Regions from separate parts of the Sus scrofa genome. Here regions 2 and 3 are each linked to region 1. The links are chromatin contacts, called in public Hi-C and HiChIP or PLAC-seq maps. All regions are on one chromosome and are shown on one strand. Each heading gives the region's core, a stretch centred on a gene start, on an enhancer-like site or on the middle of the called end of the contact. The rest is flanking DNA. Distances are from core to core; before and after follow the strand shown. Region 1 has its middle 36 kb from the start of BTG2. Region 2 overlaps ATP2B4 (plasma membrane calcium-transporting ATPase 4). Region 3 overlaps ATP2B4 (plasma membrane calcium-transporting ATPase 4).

Evidence for each region. A called contact is a pair of places that touch in the nucleus more often than the background predicts. HiChIP or PLAC-seq counts read pairs in DNA pulled down with a chosen protein or histone mark.
Region 2: a contact with region 1 is called in a Hi-C map of skeletal muscle, with 2.3 times the contacts expected there. The contact joins two enhancer-like sites. A contact is called at or near these places in 2 of 47 Hi-C or Micro-C datasets (liver and skeletal muscle) and 2 of 2 datasets of contacts at active chromatin or transcription factors (alveolar macrophages and skeletal muscle).
Region 3: a contact with region 1 is called in an H3K27ac HiChIP or PLAC-seq map of alveolar macrophages. The contact joins two enhancer-like sites. A contact is called at or near these places in 2 of 47 Hi-C or Micro-C datasets (embryonic fibroblasts and epiblast stem cells) and 1 of 2 datasets of contacts at active chromatin or transcription factors (alveolar macrophages).

What each region holds. Positions count from the first base shown.
Region 1 is chr9:63,995,588-64,000,523 of Sscrofa11.1, forward strand. No RefSeq gene overlaps it. Among named protein-coding and RNA genes, the nearest start is that of BTG2, 36 kb to the right of the region's middle. Within about 2 kb of position 1,759, at least 36 of the 83 cell types and tissues checked have an H3K27ac peak or open chromatin away from gene starts, as enhancers often do. A contact at or near this core is called in alveolar macrophages, liver and skeletal muscle, where this site is marked.
Region 2 is chr9:64,356,522-64,361,441 of Sscrofa11.1, forward strand. The region is part of intron 1 of ATP2B4 (plasma membrane calcium-transporting ATPase 4); the gene reads left to right. Among named protein-coding and RNA genes, the nearest start is that of ATP2B4, 23 kb to the left of the region's middle. Within about 2 kb of position 2,985, at least 70 of the 83 cell types and tissues checked have an H3K27ac peak or open chromatin away from gene starts, as enhancers often do. A contact at or near this core is called in alveolar macrophages, liver and skeletal muscle, where this site is marked.
Region 3 is chr9:64,384,769-64,389,663 of Sscrofa11.1, forward strand. It overlaps ATP2B4 (plasma membrane calcium-transporting ATPase 4), which reads left to right. Exons shown (of 21, transcript XM_021063194.1): 2 at 3,121-3,788. The coding sequence starts at 3,596. Among named protein-coding and RNA genes, the nearest start is that of ATP2B4, 51 kb to the left of the region's middle. Within about 2 kb of position 3,458, at least 5 of the 83 cell types and tissues checked have an H3K27ac peak or open chromatin away from gene starts, as enhancers often do. A contact at or near this core is called in alveolar macrophages, where this site is marked.

The DNA of each region.
Region 1 (4,936 bases), core at 509-3,008:
ATTTTATTACTTTACTTCAAAACATATTTCCCTAAATACTCCTAGTAAAATTAACACTTCAGCAAGATATACCATGTTTATCCTTCACCTTCACTTGTCCTTGGCCCAGCATGCATGTCCCCGGGAATCACTGCACCACCCCCTTTCATTCCCGCACAACCCCATGCAATATGAACTCTTATACAGATGGACACATTTGGAAACCGAGGTTGAGAGAGTATGCAGATCGTCTGAGAGTAACTGGTTGACCTGGGATTCAGATCCTGGTCCATCTGGTTCTAAATCCTTGCCCTGTAATCATCATGTAAGTAAATAGGGCTTACCCACCACCTAGTGATGGAATCTGTTGCCTAGGCGCTTGGGCACACAGGGGAATTGGCAAGGAGGGGGCACCATGAAGGAAGCCCCTTTGTAGGTGAGGAGATGAGTTTGGGGGATGCAGGCCATTGACTCCAGGAGTGACCTCCACTAGCAAGATGCCTGGAAGCTGGAGAGCTGCTTCAACTAATAGCATGGGACTGGCTTGGAACTCATTCTTGGGTCACCCTAACCTCAAGGGCAGAGAGCCAGGACCAGAGAGGAGTGGGGAGAACCCCTTGTCTCTGGTCAAGAATCCTGAAAGGGGAAAGATGCTTTGTGACCACAGTCAGTCATGAGGACTGATCCCAGCCTGGAGTCCAGGGGTACTCAAAATAACAGAGGCCAAGGTGGCCCCAACCCAAGAAAAGCAGGACATGGACCCTGCCTCAAAAAGTGGGGCCCCTAGGAGTTAGTTCCCTTCATGGCCCAGCTGTTAATGAATCTGACTAGGATCCATGAGGAAGCAGATTCAATACCTGGCCTCGCTCAGTGGGTTAAGGATCTGGTGTTGCTATGAGCTATGGTGTAGGTCGCAGATGCAGCTTGGATCCCATGTTGCTGTGGCTGGTGGCGTAAGCCAGTGACTATAGCTCTCATTTGACCCCTAGCCTGGGAACCTCCATGGGCCGAGAGTGTGGCCCTTAAAGGAAAAAGCAAAAACGAAAAAAGGAGTGGCCCCTACCAGAAGGACACAAAAGTGTCTCTTAGAATCCTGGCAATGCTGAGTATGGAGGAGAGTGACACAGGGGACTCCCTATGAGGAGGCAATGACCTAGGCTTGGCACCCACTCCCTGCCAAAAAATGCTCGGCTGTAGCATCAGAAGTGCCCCAGCCACCATTGTGTAAATTCAGCGCCGCTCCACGTTTGGGGCGGGATGTGACTTCTTGGTAGACCCACCTGTCCTGTCTCCCTCATAAGTAAAAGTTCCCAGTGAGGGTGTTGCAGGTCCCTTCTCCTGGGCCCCTGGTTCCTACACCAGGACCCCCAACCGACTAGGCACTTATTCCACAGGATGGGTACTGCCTGGGTCACCCAAAGCAACCTGAGGACTGTTCCTACCACAGAGTCTGAGGGGCCTCCCTGTCTGCCTCCTCACTGATCTACAGTGGAGGAGGCCAACCCCAGGGCTGGCCCCAAATTGCTGTGTGATCCTGGGAGGGTCACTTAATCTCTCTGAGCCTCATTTTTCCTTCCACGCTATAGGGAGGTGAATCCTGACTTTGGGAGAATGAACTCCCAAATTCTAATTCCAAATTCCAAATTATTCTAATTCCCTGGAAGACAAGGAGAAGGGGGAAGACGTGAATTGTTCTTATTGGTCTCTGTACAGGTGATAGGATCCAGAGGTGATATTTGCTGTCACCAAACCTGATGTGGGTGCCTAGGCTGATCAGCAGGGGGAGCCAGGCCTCTGTTTTGGTCCTTGAGCTGCCCTGGCTGGAAGTGGCCTGGCCAGGGGTTGAGAAAAGTTGGCTCTCAGCAGGTGTTGCTCCAGAGAAGGTAAGTCCTAGGCAGCCCAGAAAAAAACATCTGGTCCCCAGAAGTCTCTATGGTTGATTGTTGTTTGTTTCTCACCATCTGACTTCCCCCGGGCATGTATGTTTGGAAGTACTTGAGCGCAGGGAAGCCTGTGAGTGGCAGTCTGGGGGACTGCCTGGGTGCCTCCAGGCTTTGTTCTGAGTGGTGGGAGGGGGCTTCTCCGATCATCTCAGGTCCTGGGCCACAAGCAGTGGCCAGGCCAGACATTTTCTATGCTTGGAGAAGATGCTGCTGGTGCTGCAGACGAGTCCAGAACCACTCACCTCCTTGCTCTGCCCAGAAAGGAGTCATTCTTGCAGATCCTGCAAGAGGTAGGATCCACTTGGGCCGCCTCAGGAGACAGTCCCTGGACGTGGCCCAGCCCCTGACCTCTGAAGCAACCCCCCACCCGCTGCTCTTTCCTGCTCTCCAGGTCAGCATGGGCCAGGATGGAGGAAGCCTCCCTTGCTTCTCTGGCCAAAGGAAAGGAGCCAAGGGGTTGCAAAACAGCCCTTAGGTTCTTGGACAAGAAGGCAAAACAAAACAAAACGAAACGCAAAACAAAAAGCTCAGCTAGATCACTGTCTCACCCAGAGGCAAGTGATTGCTCAATTCAGGGCAGCCAGCCTGGCCTCTGTCACCTGCTGAGCCTCAGGAATGAACCTGCAAGTGGGCATTTGATGGGGACAGGGCCTCTCTGGCCTGAGAGGGAGATGCCATTCTCCCCTCTGGAAACCACAGGCAAGAACAGCTTGCAGAATGATATTCCACCAAGGAATCAGGCTGTGTCCAGAAGGGCCTGTGGCCACACAGTGCAGAGAAGGTGAATTCAAACCGCAAAGTAGACAAATTGCTAAGTCCCTTCCCACTGCCCCTTCAGCAGCTCTCTTCCGGCTTCCTGACTGCCCAGGGTAGCCCCTTTTAAACACTTACAAAAGGATCACCATGAACCCCTCCTTCCAAAGTTAAGGGTACAAATAAGGAGCTTACAGAGGAGCATGAATGCTGGACCATCTCCACAGAGTGACAAGCCCTGAAGATCCTCCTACTGGGGAGAGGGGACAGAACCTGCCTCCCAGAGCCTGAAGGAAAAGACACTCACTCGGAGTCATAAAAAGGCAGAAGAATTTTCTAGGTAGATGACAGGAGCAAGGCCCCACCGCACCTCTGAAGGGGCCACTGGCCAGGCAGGCACACACAGTTGCCAATGATGCAGCAGAGAAGATCACAAAGCACTTTAGTTCACCAAGTTATTTCACCTACCTTTATTCTGTGAGGTAAATCGGAAGATGAAGTTCAGAGAAGTTAAGGAACTTATCTCAGGACACACAGCAAGTAGCTCTGATTCCATGTTCCAAGTCTTAACTTGTTCTTTGGGTAGTCTGTGCCCCACCACCACCCCAATTCCCAGAGGCGAAACCTTGGAGAAAACAACAGGGCCTGTCTTAGCTTGACAGGTCTACAACTTGATTTCGTTTTTAGGTCATTCAGAGTTGCTTAATATCTGGAGGCCCAGCTCATGCCAACCACACAGGAGGTGGATGGGCAAACAGAAAACTACCGTGTTTGTTTACAGGGAGAGTGGGTTTGTCATTAAGGCTGGTGTCAGGAATTTGCTGGAGCCACCAATTCCCTCCTGGTGATGTCCGCAAATGCAGAGCAAGGGTGCAAAGGGAGCCAGCCATCCTGAAGGACTTCTCAATCCATCAGACCAGGTGACAGAGACGCTTGACATCCTGGGAAGAATCAGGAAAGGTGACTCTGGAGCACCCTGGGTGCAGATCTCAGCTCTACCCGTCTCTGACAGTGTGACCTTGGCAGGTTACTTAAGCTTCAGCTCGTTCATCTTCAAGATGGAGATAATCAGAGAACAACCCAGAACTGCTGGGAGGAGCAAAAGAGATGATAACGTATATGACGATACAAATTAAATGCTATTTATACATTGTCATTCGGGGTGGTTGGGCGACTTCCCTATCCCTGCAGAAGGAGTCTGTACAAGAGTTAGTTGCTCTCTAGAAGCAGATCATCCTCACCCCGTCAGCCCTGGATCCACTCAAATTCTCGCTCTCCCTGATCCTTTCTTTTACACAGTGTCTCTCCAGACAGTCAGGAGCCTGAATAATGCGCTGGCTACAGCTTTATCCTGTGACATTCTTCTCCTGAGGATGCTCCTGCCCTTGATGGATGATATTCTCTATTCCTCAAGGAGATGTGAAGACACTTCACTTCCCTCAATCCTACTCCCTCCCTTACAGCGTTGTTAACCAAGAACACAGGCTTCCAAGCCTGAGCCCTGGTTGACGACAGTATGGGAGCTTCCCCTTGTGGGATCCCAGTTCCCTTACCTGTCACCCGTAGAGTGGTTGGGGAGATGAGAGTTGCAATGTACCTGACACCTTGCTGGGCATGTGGGGGAGCTTAATAAATGGTAACCGGGGGGTTCCCATTGTAGCTCAATGGAAACCAACCAGATGAGTATCCATGAGGACTCAGGTTCGATCCCTGGCCTCACTCAGTGGGTTAAGGATCTGGCATTGCCATGAGCTGTAGTGTCGTTTGAAGACACGGCTCAGATCCTGAGTTGCTGTGGCTGTGGTGTAGGCCAGTGGCTATAGCTCCGATTGGACCCCTAGCCTGGGAACCTCCTCCATATGCCGCAGGTACAGCACTAAGAAAACTAACTAACTAACTAAATTAATTAATTAATAAAAGTAACTGTTTTGTCCTTATGATAGTGGCGTTTTACTTGCTTCAAGTTCAGAGGTCTTGTTTATGCAACCATGGTGTGACTGGGGTGTACGGATGACAAGCCCTTACAAATGGGCTGCTGTTAAAACTGGTGGACAGAAAAGACCAACTTCACAAACAGGATGACAGAGGAGGTTTCCTGTGAGCATGTGAACCAGATCTGCTCCTGCCCCTCCCTTCCTGTGTCCTCCCCCATCAGGAGATCCCTCGCCTCCCCCTTTCAGCAGGGAGGTTTCAGATGGTCCACTCAGAACATGTTACCTGAGGAAAGGAGAGGGGGAAGAGGACCCCCCTGAAGAGTGGTC
Region 2 (4,920 bases), core at 1,735-4,234, 360 kb after region 1:
ATTTCACTTCTGAAATCACATCGACTTTCGCTTCTGGTTGCCTATTGTCTTTGCTTTTTAGGGCCATATTCACGGCATATGCAAGCTCCCAGGCTAGGGGCTGAACTGGAGCTACAGCTGCCAGCCTACACCACAGCCACAGCAACAAGATCTGAACCTGCACCATGGCTCACAGCAACGCCAGATCTCTGACCCACTGAGCGAGGCCAAGGATTGAACCTGCATCCTCATGGTTACTAGTCAGATTCATTTCTTTTTTTTTTTTTTTGGTCTTTCTGCCATTTCTTGGGCCTGCACTGTGTTTTTAAAGAAAAGAAAGTTTAAAAAAAATCCTCAGGAATAGATTGGGCGGGGGATGGACAGAGAGAAAGGAGTTAGGAAGAACAAGAGGCTGTCACTATCTGGAAGAGAATTAGCAAATGTAGGTCTGGGGACAAAGACAGGATCTAGTGTATATGATGGAGAGTGTTCCTGTGCTTTTGGTAGGCAACTCAACACTCCTCTTCAGTTGGGATGCTTTGGAATGACCCTGAGATGCCAGCCTCTTAGAGGCTGCACCAACCAGCACTTATAAATCCGAGAGTGACAGAGTTTTGGTGACCTCCATGACAGATATAGGCTTATCCAAAGAATGTTGGCACATATTGAATGCAGGCTCAAGGGCTGGGACATGAAGTCTTGGGCTCATCCATGAGCTGGTATCACCTGTGTGACTCTGAGGAAGCCTTCCACTACTCTGTCCCTTGGACCACAGGCAGGGTTCACCCTTATACCTGCTTCTTCCCTAGGGAGTTTCCACCCCTGTATCTTTCTCCCTCCTAGGCTGTCTTAGGGAGATAGGTGAGAAAAATGAAGGGAGATGCTTTGGTTTCCATTATGAAGACAGAGGAATCTTCATTATTATCCTAGTTACTCCAGAATCTCCTGCCATAACACAGGAAGATCACAGACTGGGTGTTATTGTTGCACATGTCACTCAACTGCTGAACTTCATTCAACCTTTCATTCTCCTTAAAATATCAGGTAATATAATTCTGAGTACCTTACAGGGCATAATGGATGTGAAAGTACTTTGTACAACACAGAACACCTACAAATATAGATTATTAATTTTTTTTAATATTTTTGGTTGGTTGGTTTTCTTCTTTTTTTTTTTTGGTCTTTTCTAGGACCACACCCACGGCATATGGAGGTTCCCAGGCTAGGGGTCGAATTGGAGCTACAGCTGCTGGCCACAGCCACAGCCACAGCAACGCTAGATCTGAGTTGTGCCTGCGACCTACACCACAGCTCACGGCAACGCCTGGATCCTTAACCCACTGATCGAGGCCAGGGATTGAACCCGAAACCTCATGGTTACTAGTCGGGTTCGTTCACCACTGAGCCACAATGGGAACTCCATAAATATATAGATTATGACTTACAAAGCCCTTCTTCCTGACTCCTCTGAGGTTTGGAAGGCCCTTTCTCCAGCTCATCTAAAATCTGAGCCCTCTTTCTTGGGTAGGGTGAGTTCTCACCATGCTGTAGATGGAGGGTGAGTCCCAGAAAGTGAGTGACTTTCTCAAAGTGGGTGAAAGGGTTGGGGCTCTCGCAGCATTAAAATGAGCCTTTTAACTGAGTTTTCTGCTCTTGACTGTGCTACTGGCTATAGCAGCATGACCTTGAGCAAGACCCTTAACCTCTGAACCTGTTTCCTCATCGGTTATGTGTTTCTAACCATGAGGATTGTTAACAGATAGTCTAGGGGGAGGATGTGGAATCTAAATGGAAGTGTTCAGAGAAGTTAAAAGCACTATACTTGTGCGCAAGGACGCTGTTACAGCTCAGAGGTGTTCCTGAAGATGTTGAGATGAGCCGGTGTTTGATCAGACTAAAAAGTCCTAGAATCAATCCTATTCTGTCAGAATGGTAGGGGCAGTAATTCAACCCCCTTAATTTTACACACCAGAAAAATTAAGTCGCAGGAATCCACATGGTCTCCACTTGTACCCTGACCAGGTCACACTCTCTACTCCAGAGCTCAGGTCGATGGGGTGCCCTCCAATTTACTTCTCCCTCATCCCAGTGCTGCTGAGTGAGGACTAATGACATGGTTGGCTCTGTTTATACTGTAATGTCCTGTGCCAAAGCCTCTCAGATTTGCCACGACCTTCTGTGAGGGGTCTTTCATGCTATCCTCTCAGAATCACCCCAGTTTTTGCCATGCCTCCGACATCATGCATCCACTGATAATCCGCATTCGTGAAGTGGGCGCGCTGGGCACAGTAGGGAGCTAGCTCGGCCCTGCGCCCATCCGCCCATCGGTGGAGACTCAGGACAGCGCTCTACGAGGAAACCTGTGTGGAGCGGCCGGCTGTGAGTTGCAGCCACAGAGATGAGCTCTCGGAGTGTGTAGGGAGGGCAGGTGAAGGGCGGGGTGACAGCTGGAAGGGCTCCCGAGGCCTCCCAAGGCTGAAGGGTGGAGATTCCTTCCCGGGGTGTGGCGCGGGGAGGACGAGGGTCCTGGGGGAGGACTGGGGACTGCCGGGCCTGCCGGCGCGGTGAGTCACTGCCCATTCTGAGCAATCGCGGGCTGTGGGGTGGAGCCGCCCGCCTTCTCCCAGGCTTTCGTGCGGAGCCAGACTTAGAAAGGCCAAGGCTTTTGCCGCCCCAGCTCTTCCCGGCCGGGGCCGGGACTGGGACGCGCTGGGAGCCGAGCTGTGCCGACACGTCGGAACCCGGCCGGCCCGGGGCGAGGGCGAGGGTGCGGAGCCGGGCAGCCAGGCGAGCGGAAGGGGAGGCCACGGTGCGCGGCCCAGCTGCCACCCCCGGGCTCCGCCCGCCTGCTCACCGAGCAGAGGCCCGCGCGGCATTGGGAGGGGGCTGGGCAGCTGGTCGCCCGCCTCCTGAGCCCACTGCCTGGAGCTCCCTGTCAGGGCGCGGTTGGTGGCAACGAGTGGATCCAGGAAGTCTCAGCGGGAAGGGGTTGGGGTTCTCCTCGACCTGTTTTACTTTGGATCCAAAAGGAGACTGGCGCTTGGGCCCGTGCCCCATTTGCTGAGAGCCTCCCTCCATGGTGAAATGAAATGCTTCTCCCCACCCAAAGCCTGGGACTCATCCCAGCATCTTCTCCCTCCCACCTTCCTTCTGTGCCCCTCCTGCCTTCTGGCTCTCTGGTCTCCAGAAGAACAATGCAGATCAACCCCCCTGCCCTGCTTCCCTTTACTTTCACTTCTCCCCGCCCTCTCACCCCCCAGATCAGACCCTCTAAGGTATTTGATATATTAGCATTTAATATGGTCAAATGCACGTATTGACTAGGTTGTAACATGACAATTTTAGACCATGAAATTGACAACAGAAGTTCTCATCTAAAAGAGAGTCTTGCTAACTTTTGGTAGTTCCATGACTGTCTTTGATCATGAGAATTGAAAAAATGTTGCTGGCAGAAATAGTAGAAACCTATTTTTCTCTTCTTTCATCCCTAGCACTCTCTTTTTCTTGCTTTGATTTCTCAGGTGCACAAAAAAAGGATAGTTCATGGTACATTTTCTTCACTGGTTTATGAAGAAACCTCTCTTTTGCTGCTAATTTATATAGCTTATTTATGTATTTTAATAACCTGTTCAAGACTCCTGAACTCACCACCCAATCAAAAAATGAGATCTACCGTATTTTGCATTCATCTCTAAGCCTTTTCTATCCTATCCCCCACCTCTTCACCCAACCCAACCACTATCTGGTTACGACTGTTTTGATAAACATATGTATGCCTAAACAAATATATTATTTAATCTTACTTTATAGTCTTTATTAAATTATTAAAAATTTATACTGTGTACAGTCTTCTAGACTTGCTTGTTTTCTTTCAATATTATAACACTAAGATTTGTCCCTGTTGAGTATAGCTGTAGTTCATTCATTTTCACTGTTATATTCTATTAGTGAAGCTATCACCCCTTTTCGCCATAATGAACAGTACTGCCACAAACTTTCCTATTCATGTTTCCTGTGCAAGTCTCTCTTAGGTGTAGATCTCAGAAGCGAATTGCTAGATCTTGGTATGGGAATATTCAGTTTTACAAAATAATTACAGATTGTTTCTTGATATGTTTTTAATGGTTTTGCCCCTACCAGCAAAGTGTATGAGATGCTGTTGGTCCATGTCCTCTCAAGTACCTGGTATCATCAGACTTTAAAACTTTTGCCAACTGAATGCTATAAATAGTATCTTGTAGTGGTCTTGATTTGCATTTCTCTGATTACCAATGAAGTTGAACAGCAGAAATAATACTTCACAGATGAGATTCAAAAATTGCAGACATTGGAGTCAATTGGATATAGAAAAATTTTAAATATATTTAATATATTAAAAGAAATAGGAGGGTATTGAAAGAATGGTGCAGGGACAGGAAACTCGACTGACCAAGAAGATATCCAAAGAGAAATTCTAAAAATGAAAAAAGAAAAAAAATAAAGGGAATTAAAATTTTCATGATTAGGTTAAAATAATAGTTTATAGCTAAAGATAAAATCAGGAGTTGTAAGATATTTCTGAGGAATCTATATAGACAACGGAAGGTGGAGGAGGTAAAGATGGAAAAAGTTATTGAGGCATAGAAAGTAGAGCAGAGATGGACAAATTTTCTATAAAGGGCCAGATAGTAAATATTGCAGGCTTTGTGGCCCAGATGGTCTTTGTCATAACTACTTGACTCTGATGTTAGAACATGAAAGCAGCCACAAACCATATATAAATGAATGGATATGTCTGTGTGCCCATAAAACTGTATTTACAAAAACAGGCAGCAGGCCAGATTTGGCCCAGGTTATGTAGTTTGCCCACCTTGGGAAGAGACTAAAAAAATACAGTTAATTAATGCTCCAGAAGGAGATAATAGAAAAGGAGTACAACAGTGTTTAAAAAAGCAGTAGCCA
Region 3 (4,895 bases), core at 2,208-4,707, 390 kb after region 1:
CATCTTTCTTTCTTTCCTTTTTTTGGGGGGGGGGGCGCCACACCTGCAGCATACAGAGGTTCCCAAGCTAGGAGTCAAGTTGGAGCTACAGTTGCCGGCCTACACCAGAGCCACGGCAACACTGGATCCTTAACCCACTGAGTGAGGCCAGGGATTGAACCCGAATCCTCATGGATACTAGTTGGGCTCGTTACCGCTGAGCCACAACAGGAACTTTCAGACACTGGTCATCTTTCATCTAAGATTTCCAAGCACTCTTCCTATTTATAATCCCATTCCTTTGTTACTTTCTTAGGATGATGTGAAAAGGTGGGGCTGATTCTCCTCCCAGGTAAAGGTGGGAGGAATTGAGCCCTAAGAAAACTAAGCACTAAGAAGGCTAAGTGATTTGCCCAGGGGTTGTCTGGAAAGACAGTAAATCTGGTTCTGAATCTGCTACTGGTTATTCAACCAAAATAGTTAGCTGAATGCCCAGTCTATGCAGATTTTCTTCTAGGCACTGGGGAGAAAGCAGTGAACAAGTGAAAAATCTCTGCCTTCATGGAACAAACGTTGCAGTGGTAGAGATGAAAAAAAAGCCTCTGATTTACAGTTAAACTAGCTATCAGCACTGTTCTCACCATGCTCTTTTTCTTTCTTCCTTTTTTTTTTTTTTTTTTTTTTTTTGCTTTTTAGGGCCACTCCCGTGGCATATGGAGATTCCCAGGCTAGGGGTCCAATCAGCGCTACAGCTGCCAGCCTACACCACAGCCACAGCAACACAGGATCCAGCCGCATCTGTGACCTACACCACAGCTCACGGCAACACCAGATCCTTAACCCACTGAACGAGGGCAGGGATCTAACCCACAACCTCATGGTTCCTAGTTGGATTGTTTCCGCTGTGCCACGACAGGAGCTCCTCAACATGCCTGAAAGGTTAAGTTCTACTTGAGGATCAAACAGGCTTCTTGCTGCTATAGCCCTTCCCACTGCTTCCAGGTTTGGAGAAGAAGCTGAATGGGAGAGAAAGGTCTGTGGTATAGCCTGTCCTTATGCCAGTATGATTGCAGGGAGTTTGACACTCTGCCTCAGCTTCTTTCCTGACCTCTTGTTCTGCAAGGTTCTCTGACATCTAAAGAGAAACAGAGTATGATGTTTGAAAAATACTAGCAACTGGGAGTTCCTTGGTGGTCTAGTGTTTAGGATTCAGTGCTTTCACCGCAGTGGCCTGTGTTCAATCCCTTGGTCTGGGAACCGAAATCTCACATCAAGCCACTGCACGCCGCAGCCAAAATAAATAAATAAAAAATAAGAAACAATAGCAACAACAACAAAACAAAACCCTGCTGGCATAACCTTTCCTAAGTCAGAGTAGCTCTAATAATCTTTAGTAGAATGAGGAGGCACACGGCAGACTGGGAGAGGGAGGGGTGTAACCACCTCCATCCCCGTGGAACCTGCCAAGAACAGGATTGATTCAAATCAGCAGGAACTTTGGCCATATGTGATTTTTAGAAAAGTAATTGAGAAAGAGTCAAGTCCTTATCTGATGGTCCTTGTACTTATTTGTTCACCTTCTAGGAGCAAGAATTTCATCTTTTTTTTTTTTTTTTTTTGTCTTTTAGGGTTGCACCCTAAAAGCATATGGAGGTTCCCAGGCTCGGATTGGAGCTACAGCTGCTGACCTACACCACAGCCATAGCAATGCCAGATCCGAGCCACGTCTGTGGCCTACACCACAGCTCACAGCAACACCGGATCCTTAACCCACTGAGCAAGGCCAGGAATCAAACCTGCGTCCTCATGGATACTATTCAGATTCCTTTCCGCTGAGCCACAATGGGAACGCCCAGGATTTCATCTATTTATTGGAGAGGGCTGTGCTGTGTTCAAGAAGAGCCCCTTCGCCTTTCTTTCTTTCTTTTTTGGGTCATGCCCGACGCATGTGGAAGTTCCCAGGCCAAAAATCAAACCCAAGCCACAGCAGTGACAATGCCGGCTCCTTAACCACTAGGCCACCAGGGAACACCATGGAAGAGCCCTTCCACCTTTAAATAGCTGCTGTGTGGCAGTAGCCTCTGCATTACGCAGGGCAGCCTCTCTCTGAAGCTGAGAAGAGTCCTCAGGATAAGCCTTGTTCTCACCTTCATATTCTCACCTACACATCCTCTGCCACTGCACCCCTCATCAGCATGCGTGAGAGGTAACATATGCCTTCCTGAGAGGAGAAATGCTGATTTGAGACCCTCTGGGGTCACTCACACACAGGCTAACTGCTCCCCTGCTGACCTGGTGATGGCCTAGGCGCTCTCTGAATCCATAGCTGCCACCCCAGAGAAACTTAACTCCTAGGCCCCAAGCTCACTATCTTTCCTCCTCAGAGGTCCTCTGTCCCCCTTTGTGCCCCCTTCCACCCTGTATCACCACCTGCCAGAGCATTTTACTCACCACTTCCCCCAAAAAAGCTTCTTGGAGGAAGGTGGGGCTTAGCTCCGAGATCTGATCTTAAGCACCTGATCTTGACAGCTGTGGCCTGCTGCAGAATTTCCATACAGCATCAGGCTGAGTATTCTGAGGGGCCGCAGAGGATTGGGGCATCTTCTACCAGCCTGTCTTCCTGTTTTGTAAATGCGTGTGTTGGGAGTAGGGGAGGGTGCAGGGCATGGGGGAAGGTGGCAGACAGGCAGGCAACCTTCCAGCTCACTCTGGTCTGGACTCCTTTACTGACCTCTTCTCACCCCTTAGAGGTAAGATCAGACTAAAAGATTCTGCTGCAGGTCCCTAAGATAGACAGACAGGGAGAGCATCAGAGCCATTAGAGGTCATAACCTTTTATTTCCAAGTCTCTGAGGTTGTGGGATTTGTGCTGCCTGGTTTAGAAGAGGTGAGAGAGGAAGACTGGGGTGTATCTGAATTTATTTCTCTACATTGGAGTTTACAAGCTGCTGGGGCCCCCAGGGAAGAAGGGGCCTCTCCTAACTCAGTTCACTCAGCTCAGGCTTCAGCTATCAGTTCAACTCAGACATCAACTGTCACCTAAACCCTTGCGCTAGAATGAATACCTCTTGCCCTTGCAGGTGCTGGTCCCCATGCTGCTCTAATTGTTTCTTTTTGTCTATCTTTGAATCTTTATTCCAGAGATCCAGTTGTCATTGGTATCCAGGGAGCCCTCCTCTTCCTCCTCCTCCTCCTGCCGCCTCTCTACCACTGCAGTTGCTGGTTGTTGCTAAGGTTGCCTCCATGGTAACATGCACATCCTGTTTACACCTCCATCCGGGCAAGTTGGTCTAAGCTAGGAACCTACCTACCCTGGACAATCACTTCCATCACCACCTGGGGACACCAATCATCGTGACACGTGGTCCGCCTTCCACTCAGTCCCCCCATCCTCTTCCTCCTCCTGCTGCCAAGCTTCATATACAAAAAAAAAGATCTGGGCCAGAGACTGCTGCTCTGAAGCTTATTGCACAAGACACAGACGATCTATTTCCCAACCAGGCTCCCAGAGAAGCACGACGTAAAAAGAAGTGAGGCAGAGAAGCAAGAGACTCTGGTCTCTGGAAGGGAAAATTCACATTTCCTCTGGTCGAGGGGCTTGGTAACAACAGGCAAAATGACGAACCCAACAGAACACTCCTTGCCGGCCAACTCGATAGTTGAGACCCAAGAAGGGGAATTTGGCTGCACAGTAATGGACCTGAGGAAGCTCATGGAGCTGCGTTCAACTGATGCAATAAACCAGATCAATGTCCACTATGGAGGAGTAGTGAATCTCTGCAGTAGACTGAAAACCAACCCTGTGGAAGGTAAAGGCCATATCAGGCGTGGGAATTGGAGAAAGGTGGCTAGTATTAAAATATATCCTTCTCCCAGCTTCTAGAGAAGGCATATTTCTGGAAACTTTGCTGGTGGGCACAGTACGGTGTCTCAAACACAGAGAGGAGGTGAGGCTATGGAAGAGAAATATCATTTCCTCCCAGAGATGATGTTTAGGGACTGGGGTATTCTCCAAAGATCATTATTTCTTCTTTTTTCTGTAGTTATGTATAGAGGGAGAATATTTAATAAATGTTTACATTAGAGGTGCTTTTACCAGTAAATCATCATCAAGTCCATTATTCTGTAGCAGTCAGATTGCAAAGGCTTGAAGATATAACTCTTCCCGCACACTGATCTTGCAGTGTAATAAGAAAAAAAGTGGGTAAGTCCCTCTACCCAATGTAGCATTTCCCTATGGTACCCAATTACAAACAGGATGGTAAATCATAAGGTATAGAGTTATACCCACTATATCTTTGGATTATTACCTCTGTTTTCTGTCAGAGAATTATTGATGACTTTTTCAACCCTATCTGATGCATTTTTAATGTAGTTCTTCTTTGGTCTTAGAATGAAAAATCCAGTTTCATGCTTACCTGTCTCAGCCCAGTTTTGCCTCATCAAAATAGAGAAAGAACAAACGGAATCTTACTTGCTCACTTTTGCCTGCTTTCAGCATCTCTGTTACAGGTCCTATTGAGTCAGGCAGGTCATGGTTGAGTAGGCTGAGACAGAACAAAGATCTTGTCCTTTATATGCCTTCAGCCTCTTGAGGTATACCGTTTCTGACCCTTCCTTGGCATATCATATTTCGTGCCAATTCTAAGAAATCTTGGCCAATGCTATAAGTTAGTGACTTGGCGTCCAGACTCTTTAGGATTAATAAAAGGGACAGAGAGATTTTTTTATATAGGTATCCGTATACTGCCCATGTCTTGTTTTCTTTGCAATCAGAGATAGCTGCCCTGTATGTTCTCTGTACTTCTAGAATTTAGTTTCTTATCTCGAAGGCTTTGAATTCAAATACTGCTAGCCCTACCATTTACTAGCTGAATAGCATTGTGCAGTTTGCTCACCCTCTCTGAGTAAACATC